2 separate regions of the Canis lupus genome follow, and region 1 is linked to region 2. The links are chromatin contacts, called in public Hi-C maps. All regions are on one chromosome and are shown on one strand. The core of a region is the stretch at or near the end of the contact, and the rest is flanking DNA. Distances in the headings are between cores, read along the strand shown.

Region 1 (4,530 bases), core at 1,537-4,036, 84 kb after region 2:
AGCACAGAGCAGTGTTTCAGTAAGTGGGCAGGATATGTCTCCTCCATCATCACAAAAGGTAAAGCGCTGGCCCGATATTAAATAACCAAGCAGACCTTCATTTATCATGCTGACTCTCCTTTTCATTAAGCACTAAGTACTGACCAGTCTAAGCCTTTATATGGAGAGTCTTTTCCTATTGTCTCCCCACACAGTGATCCTGGAATGCCTGCTTGCTCTCCTTTCTCAGTAAAACTCTGTCTTCTCCTAGTCTCCTAGTCATTTACTCATACTTTCCAAATGGTCACGAGTAAAATGGCACACGTCAGTGTGCTCTGCTGAATAAGCAAAACACGGCCTTTTTGCTTGGAAAACACTCAGACATCAGGACAAAACTAGGCAGCTAATCCATGCCTGCCTCCCAAAGGCAGCCACTCATCGTGTGCCAGCCTAACCGCAACTCCCACGGTCCTCTCGGACCCCTTAACCCCAAAGGTGAAGCCCAGAAGCAAACTCTTTCTACTACACATTTCTGACCCATTTCCTAGAGTGCTTATCACAAAGAGATTTAAATAAAAGCACCAACATCTGCAAAGCAGTCTTTGCCAATGAGACACAAGAAAAGGAAGAGTGTGGGTTAATTTAGGCATCCAAGCTTGGAGAGCTACAGTTTTTTAGTTGAGACCTCTATAGGTTGATTAGGAACCCAAAGAACAAAAAGAATTTATAAATAAACAGAAAGGCACTTAATAACTGGAACTAGAAAAAGATTTTTTTAAAAAAGAATTCCAAGCTGTCCAAATGAATTCCTATTCCTGGGTTTCCACATCACCAAAAAAGTACCCAAAAGTCCTATTCCTAAGAATAACCCACAAAGTAACACAAACAGCATTCTTAAAGTTTCCAAGTATCTCACTTGTGAAACATATGCCAACAAGATTTTGTGGTCTGCCCCAAAAGGTAATAACCTTTAGCCCCATATCTTTTAAGAACGGAATTCTGATGCACTTATTTATAACAATGTACTCCTTCCGTATATGCAAAATTAGTGGGGAAAAAATAAAAATTCAACTGTGGTGGTTACCTATCAGTAAGAAACTAGCAGGTATATTTCACATATATGCAAAAGGCCATCACTCATGATGAGTTCAGCTTCATGGCATGTGAGTCAAGAGTTAAAGATGCAGATTAGGGGAATGACTCCTTGACCAGTACTACACTGAAGTGCAGAATAACAATTACAAAATTATTGTGTCATTCTGACTGAAACATTTACTGTAATATTTTTGAGGACATGAGTATTATCACCATAATCTAACATGACACTTTTGAACTTCTAGCCTGATTCTGATTCCTCAAGTTCACAGGTGACCACATGTATATGGCCATTGGATCTAATTTCTGACCTAACCCTGCAGAATAGTATTCCTCATTTAAAAAAAAAAAAAATATATATATATCTATTGCAGTCACATTTAAATTTAGTTACCTCAAACTAAGATTAAGAGCGGCTGCATGTAATTAACATTAACCCTATCCTCTCTTGCTGCTGAAAAATATGGGCATATACCCCTACAAACAGCATTATCAGCTACTTACCCTTATCACACCCCACACAAACAGAATACAGTAACACTATCTAAATGGGCAGAAAGGAAAAGTTAATATAACTGACAGCTCTATTAGCAGGCACCGTAGAACTTATCTAAAAGGAAAATAACCACTCAGTCTAATCAATGTCACATCCTTCAGAAGGCATATACGATTAGTACACAAAAAGGATGCAAAATGCTCCTGTATCACCATGTTCCAATTTATCACAATTAAGTGAAGTGAAGGACAGACCCATTATGAGGTTGAATGCCTGGCAATTCCGTGTATTCCCGGACACTAAACGTCAGGGTACTGCAACAGAATGACAGGTCACAAAGACAAAAAAAAAAAAAAAAAAAATCATCCATTTACCTCTGGCTTTCAAACAAACTTAGTTGGGAGGTATTTCTCCAAATGAATTTCAAGATTCCGTTCAATAACCCAACATTAACTTCACAGAGAACTCTAGAAGCATCCTCAACTGGCATACGATGCTGAGACTAATTCACTGCACCAGGCAGGCAAAGACAGGACCCCACAGGAAAAGAAATTTCTCCCCTCTTAAAATTTAGGACTTTGTGCTTCAGAGTACCAATTCTGCAAGTAATCTGGCCAGAAGAGTGAGTACCAAAGCCCGTACCAAGGGCAGTTTCCCACAGAAGCCCAAGCTTCTCAATATTACAGAGAGCTGGCTGTGGTGAGCTTCTATCAGAAAGAGCTCCCCAAACCTCAAATAAACCAACCACAGGATAATCCACCCCAGGAAAACGATCTGCCTTCCTAAATTCCACCCCCCCCCCCCCCCCACTGCTGTCTTTTCCGATTGAAATAGGCTTGGCTTGTTTGGAGGGGAGTGGTGCTTTATGGCACTTACAGATGGTGCAGAGTTCCAGGGCAAATGTCCTATTTTTATGGAGGTTCAGAGGCTTTTGCAGCCCTTGGGTTTGCGGGTTCCTCCTTACCTACCCACCCTGGCCTATCACGAATTCACTTCAATTTTAAAGGAAATCGCCATGCCCTTGGCCCTGCCCAGGACACCCACAATGCCTCTCTGGAGGGTCTAGATAAGGGGAGCTGTCCTTCTGCAGGGTCAGACCCCCCCCTCCCTTCTCCCGTTCTGGCCAGCTCTTCCCCGGCAGCCTCAGCCTCGGGTCTTCCTTCACAGCTTAGGAGCGCCCTGCGGGCAAGTCCTGCTGGCGCAGCAGCCTCGGCAGAACCAAACCCTCCCTCGGGTGCTGGGAGCCGGGAGGGGAACCTGTCTGTCTGCACAGATCTCTCTTTCCAACCCAGGGTTTAGGCACCAGAGACTGGCTGCGGGGAGACTCCTGGGGTGGAGGCAATGCCAGCCCGAGTCTCCTCTCGACCCTTTGGGGTTTTAATCCCGTGGGCCCCTGCCTATGCAGCTCAGCCCGCCTGGCGGAGCCGAGTCACGGAGAGGGGCACTCAGGGACCATCTCTCGGTCCCTCGCTGGTGACCTTGGCCGTGCTGCTTCGCCTCCCTCTGCCCTCTGGGGCCTGACGCCACTTACTTCGCGGGGTAGGACGGGGTCAGAAGGATGTGGAAAGAGCCTGGCAGCAGGGCACCCACGAGACAAGGAGAGGACTTGCCTCTTCTTTTTCCTAGGGTACCAGGAGCTCGCTCCATCCTCTCCCCGCCTCCAGCGCCCCGGCCAACGGAGCGGGGGGCTGCACACCTCAAGTCCCCCTCTTCACCTGGGAGCCGGAGGTGAGGGGGTGGGGGTGGGGGTGTGGCTGCCCCAGCCCCCTCACATCCCTCCCGCTCGGAAATGCAGCCGATCCAGCTGCGAGCGGGGGCAGCGAGGCGCCCCGGCGGAGGGGCCGGGGTCCCCGGGGGGGGGGGGGGGGCGGCGCCGGCCCCGACCTACCTCCTCCAGCAGCGTGACGGTGTTCCTGCAGTTGTGCAGCCGCGTGGTGAAGCTGGACGTGGTGGGCGAGTTGTAGTCCTCGGTGGTCTCGGTGATGAACTCGGAGACGGAGATCTGGTCCGGCATCCTGCCGGGGGGGCGAGACACAAGCGGGGGCGGGGAGTGAGTCACGGCGCAGGCTCCCGGGGCCGCGGGCCGCCCGGCGGCTCATGAACGCCCCGCGCAGCCTGCCACCCGGCGCCCGGCCTGGCGCGGCTCCCGTCCCCGTCCCCGGCGGCGGCAGAGAGGGCGGGCGCGGCGGCTGCAGCGGGTGCAGCGGGCGCAGCGGGCGCAGCGGGTGCAGCGGGCGGCGGGGCTTCAAACTCCGAGCGGCGCGCGAGGCTGGGGGCTCTCGGGGACCCGCCTCCCTGTGCTCATGCCGGCGGCGGGGGAGGGGGCGCGGCGCTCGGCGGGGCTCGGGCCGGCCGGCGCTGCCTCCCGGGGCGCTCTGACAGGCGGCGGCGAGGACACCGACGGACTGCCCGAGCGCACACTCCCGCGGGCGGGAGGGCGGGATGCAGGGAGGGCGGAGGGCGGGCGGCGGGCCGCGGGCGGCGGGCAGGCGGCGCTCCCGCTACAGTCACGGGGACAAACAAGGAAGTGCTCTGCGCACGCGCCGCCGCCCGCCGCGCCCCGCCCCCGCCGCCCGCGCCCCTTCGCCCCGCCCCCGCCGCCTGAGCCCCGCCCCCGCCGCCCGCGCCCCGCCCACACGGGCCTCGCCCCGCCCCTCACGAGCCCCGCCCACACAGCCCTCGCCCCGCCCCCGCCTCCCCGGGCATCGTTCCGACTCGGGCGCCCCGGTCGGGGGGCGGCGGGGGTGGGGGTGCGGCCCGGCTCGGGGGGCTCCGGAAGCCTGCGCCCCGCCCCCGCCCCCGCCCCCGCCCCCGGAGCGGTTACTTCAGCGAGCTCGTTACGCCTGCGTTCTGCGAGAAAAGGGACCAAAAAAAGTTGTGCGCGTTCTTTTTTAGTCCCGAGTGGGTGCAGGCAGCCAGGCCGGGAGCGCCGCCTCCTGCTGCGAGGGCCGCGGACCGAG
Region 2 (4,744 bases), core at 64-2,563:
ATATTTTTTAAATATTTTATTTATTTATTCATGAGAGATGCAGAGAGAAGAGAGGCAGAGATACAGGCAGAGGGAGAAGCAGGTTCCATGGAGGGAGCCCGATGTGGGTTTCGATCCCAGGTCTCCGGGATCACACCCTGAGCCAAATGCAGACGCTCAACTGCTGAGCCACCCAGGCATCCTTCACTCATTGCTTTAAAATTAATACGGAGAAAGCCTACATTCTAAATTTATTTCACTTATGAAGGAGAAAAACCAAACTAATCTAAAACCCTGAAGCTCAGAGGCCCTTGCCAAGGCAGGGTCATGCCTGCTTCCCTCCACTCCAGACGTGGCAATGCAGAAGGAAAAGGAGCAGAAGCAAAGTGGTAGGAGCGGTCAACAGGGACCTGGGGTTGGGGCGACAGACTAGAAAAAACACAAACCATGTCCAGTACACTGGTTTTGCATCAGAATCCCTTGGGGGAACTTGCTATAAATGTGGAAGCTCAGCTCCCAACACCAGAGGGTTGTACTCAGGAGAAGCACATAGGACCTTGTAATCTGTTTCTTAACTGGCACCCCTGGGGATCCTGATGGCACTTAGAGAGAACCTTGCAATGTCATACTGAGATGACAGACAATCTTAGGTGAGATAGGAGAGAGTGGTTTCAACTGGTCTGTGGTGAGACCCAGGCAGGTTTTTAAAGCTCCCCAGATGATTCTGATGTGCAGCACTGCCCCAGATGTGTGCAGGTGGCATACAAATGAAACTTGGGATCTTGTTGGCTCTGATCACAAAGTGCATTATTCTGACCCCTAGGACTTGTTCAAAAGCCCGCTGGCCCCAGCACCCTCTGTGGGATGAGGGGGTGGGGCAAGTACACAACACCAGTCTTCAAGTGAGGAGGCCTCTGTTCTAGTCCTGGCTCAGCCACTAACTGGCTACAGGCCTTTATTGAGTGGGTCTTGAAGTTTTTCCATCCAAGAAAGGGAAATTTCTTTTGCAGCTAAAACGCTGTAACCCAGAGCACCTTAAGTGCGATCACCGTTTCATTCTTCTCATGCTGATGTGCACTTCCCTGCTTGCACTGCTCCGCCTTGAAAAGCACCATGTCAGAAAGGCAGGCTTGGAGACTATGACAGTCACAGACTGCTGTGACTCTGCAGAGGGATGGAGTGACTTGCCTGTCACCAATGCGTGGAAGATGGGCCCTGCTGGCATCCTGAGTTCCTTTTGGAGGAGCCAAGTCTTCACTTCCTCTGTACAGGGCGGCATAATGACAGTGCAAAAATAGGGAGGTTGGGTTTTCATTGGTAGAGAGAACACAATATCTAGTTGACAGAGGACCAGGCTGAAGAATCAGGAAGCTGTGGTTTCTGGTCTAGACCCTTGCACTGGACCACACAATCTCTCTTGAACCATCACTTACCTTTAAGTATGCCCAAGTTTCTTAAATGATAGACAGTGAAAGGGATGCTTAACCTCCTCCTTGTGCCAAAGAAAAACAAAGTGATATGTCAACTTCTCTCTTCCCGCTTCCTCCCAAAGCATTCACTGTTGGGGATGTACCTTGGGAATTAACACCTGATGATATACTATTTTATTTCATTCAGTTTGATCAACAAGAGTCCATTTCCCTGGGATCAAGAGAAGCAAATGGCAACACGCTCCTTTTCCTTAGCACAGCCCTAAGCACAGAGTAGATGTGTGTCGAAGTGAATGGGAGTCCTACGCAGCTCTGAAAGTCCTCCTTTATGGCCTATTCTGTAATTCTTCTCCCACACTTGTAGGCAGAAATGGATAGTGAACCTCTCTTTTCCACCATAGTTCCCTGCCCTTAACTTGGAAGAGGGACCCCTTGGTGACGTGTAGGAGCACAGACTCCTCATACTATAGCTCCATGTTAAAATACTGTGTACTTTGTCACTGGGTGACCTTAGACTGTTTTCTTTTTTAAACTTTCTTAGATTCTGTGGCTTCATCTGTAAAACAGGAGGCTATAATCCTATAATCTTAACCACGTCTAGAGGTTTAGAGAGAATGAAATTAGAGAGTATACGAAGCTCCCAGCACGAAGACGACAGTCAGCAAATGGCAACTCCTCCTCTTCCAAGTGCTCTGAAACCCGCAGCTGGGAGATTTCTGCATATGGAGTTAGATTTCTGGCCCCAACAGAAGAAAATAAATGGGTGAATAAATGAAGCCTGTATGAGGCTTTCTACAGGTCATCAAGAGCTACTACAGAAAGCCCACTAATTCATTTATTAAAGATTCCTGGAAGGCAGCAGTAATGGCTTTGGGCTGCTACTCACTTAGGCACATTCAGACTGATGACCACAAGGTCAATACCCCCCTCTCAATTACCAGTCCCCCTGAGACATCCTGGCTTGCTTGTGTGCAAAAGCTCTCCTCATGGCCAGCACAGAAGCCAGAAAACACTTTGGAAACATGGGAATGCACAGAGCTAAGTGTTCACTCCGAGAAAATAAAATGGCGACTACAAGAAGTATCAGAGACTAGATAGGTCTGTTTGCTTCTTTGTTCTAAATTTACAAAATGCATGGGGAAAATTGTTTATATTCCATAAATAGTATATAGTATTTACATTATATATGGAAAATATATATGGAATAGAGTTTTAGATAATAGTTCTAGAACAACTGGAAGGGATATAGGTACCTACAATCAAGCTAAAGGTAATACTAGCTACATTTTTACAGAAGTCAATGTCCTAATAATGTCTGGGCTTCATCAGAGGCTCCAGAAACGGGATTCTAAGGTACAGTGATTAAGGAAAGAGTTAAGTTCCAAAAAACAAGCAGGCCTCGCTAAAGAATAGAAAAAAAAAGATCAGATACAGGATCTTCTATGAATGAGTGGATGCCCTGCACTGAAAAATGATATAAAAAGACCCCCTCGAAGGCCTGGCTCCTAGGTCTGGCACTGCTATTTAATAAGATATGGTGTCCTAGGCACTCCCAGAGCCCAGTTCCTCATCTGTTAAAAAAACAAAAACAAAAACAGGTAGAGGTGAGGTGGGATCAAAGGGTATAAATTCCCAGCTATAAGATGACTAAGTTCTGGGGATATAATATACAGCGTGATGTCTATAGTTAATAATACTGAACAGTCTATTTGAAAGTTGCTAAGAGAGTACATTTTAAAAGTTCTTACCACACACACACACAAATTGTAACTATGTGAGGTGATGGATATGTTAACTAACCTTACTGTGGCCATCATGATACACATATATAAAATCACTGTGTTGTATACCTTCAACTTACCCAGTATTATGTGTCAATTACATCTCAATAAAGCAGGGGTGGTGGCCGGGGGAAGTCCTCAGAAAACAAAGGTGGGGTACTATACTGCCACAGCTGTCACAACAATCTCCTCTACTTCTGTGACAATTTATAGAGCAATTTCAGGTACATTTCACATTATTACTGTGAGAGAAGTTGCAATAGCCCCCATATAAAGGAGGAAGCTGAACCCGAAAAGGTTAGTGGTGTGATCTGGGGCAAGTCATTTAACAAGTGTATGAGCTAGGACTGGAACTCCTAACTCTTAATTCAAGATTCAGGATCTTGTCTACTACATCCAATCATGAAATACAAAGGGTGAACTGTCTAAGACACTTGATGGCCCATATTACTGATAGGTACCCTGAAAATGAAAAAAGCCAGCATGAGAGTCCTGGATAGATCCATCCCAGGGCCTCCTGCGACAGTAGCCCAACATAGCCGTGAACAACTGGGACCACATGACCTAAATTCTTACCAAACAGGTATCAGTTTGATTTGCAGGCCCAACATGAATTGAGAAAGGAATACAGCACTTCGGTACGTGAACCTAAAGTGGAAACGCTCATGCTCGGGAAAAGGCTCTGCAGCAGCACGAGTGACCTTCAACCATGAGGCAGAAACAGAGTCAAGAGAAGGCAAGCACCAGAAGCAGAGGAATGGGTAGGGCAGCTCACGGATGGTGCCAGAGGGCAGCGGCAGAGGAGGGAACCAGATGAGCCACTGGCAAAGGGTAGAAGGACTGACTCGACCTGGTGCTGAGGGTGGCCAGTCCCGAGGGTGGGAGGGATGCTCCCAACTCCTCACCCGTGTTTCGTCTTTGTGAGGCCCAGCTTGTTAATGGTGGGCCCAGAGTTGCCCTCTAAGCCCTGCCCACACCTTTCACAACAGACTTCGCCTATGAGTGCTCTTCCATGCAGATTCCAGGGTCCCACACCAGGAGGTCCAGATCCAAACCTCCAAGAGGGAGAAGGTAGGATACATGCTCTGGCTGAGGACTACAGACCTCGGGAGACTGAGGAGAAAGTCACTGCCATCCAGGATCAGGGCACAAGAGGAACTGAGCTATTATCTCTGTCTCCTGTAGTCCAGCCATTCACCTACAGGTGATGACCACTCTGCAGCAAGGATGGAAGGAGGCAATGAGAGCATGTTCATAGACAACAAGAGAAGCATACCAGTGACCCTAAGCCACACTAGCTCTCCATGTCCAGGGAGTTTAAGACAACAAAAAAGATAAAGGAAAGTTGAGTTGAGGTGAACGAACCGGAAAATTCAATTCGATGCAATCAAAACAAATTCAGAGTATCAACTGCATTTTTGCCACATGGAAAAAATGCTTAGACAGTCCCATCTTGGAAAATGTAAGCAAAACCAAAAAATTTTAAAGCCCAAACAACACACACACAATAAGCAACATGATACTTAAGTGTTCTCATGACAGAAATCCAAAATT

The links. A called contact is a pair of places that touch in the nucleus more often than the background predicts.
Region 1: a contact with region 2 is called in a Hi-C map of blood, with 3 times the contacts expected there. The contact joins two enhancer-like sites. A contact is called at or near these places in 2 of 9 Hi-C or Micro-C datasets (amygdala and blood).

What each region holds. Positions count from the first base shown.
Region 1 is chr13:27,867,650-27,872,179 of UU_Cfam_GSD_1.0, forward strand. It overlaps ASAP1 (arf-GAP with SH3 domain, ANK repeat and PH domain-containing protein 1), which reads right to left. Exons shown (of 29, transcript XM_038555531.1): 3 at 3,459-3,585. Among named protein-coding and RNA genes, the nearest start is that of ASAP1, 81 kb to the right of the region's middle. Within about 2 kb of position 2,787, at least 14 of the 20 cell types and tissues checked have an H3K27ac peak or open chromatin away from gene starts, as enhancers often do. A contact at or near this core is called in blood, where this site is marked.
Region 2 is chr13:27,785,063-27,789,806 of UU_Cfam_GSD_1.0, forward strand. All of the region lies in intron 3 of ASAP1 (arf-GAP with SH3 domain, ANK repeat and PH domain-containing protein 1), which reads right to left. Among named protein-coding and RNA genes, the nearest start is that of ASAP1, 160 kb to the right of the region's middle. Within about 2 kb of position 1,314, at least 2 of the 20 cell types and tissues checked have an H3K27ac peak or open chromatin away from gene starts, as enhancers often do. A contact at or near this core is called in blood, where this site is marked.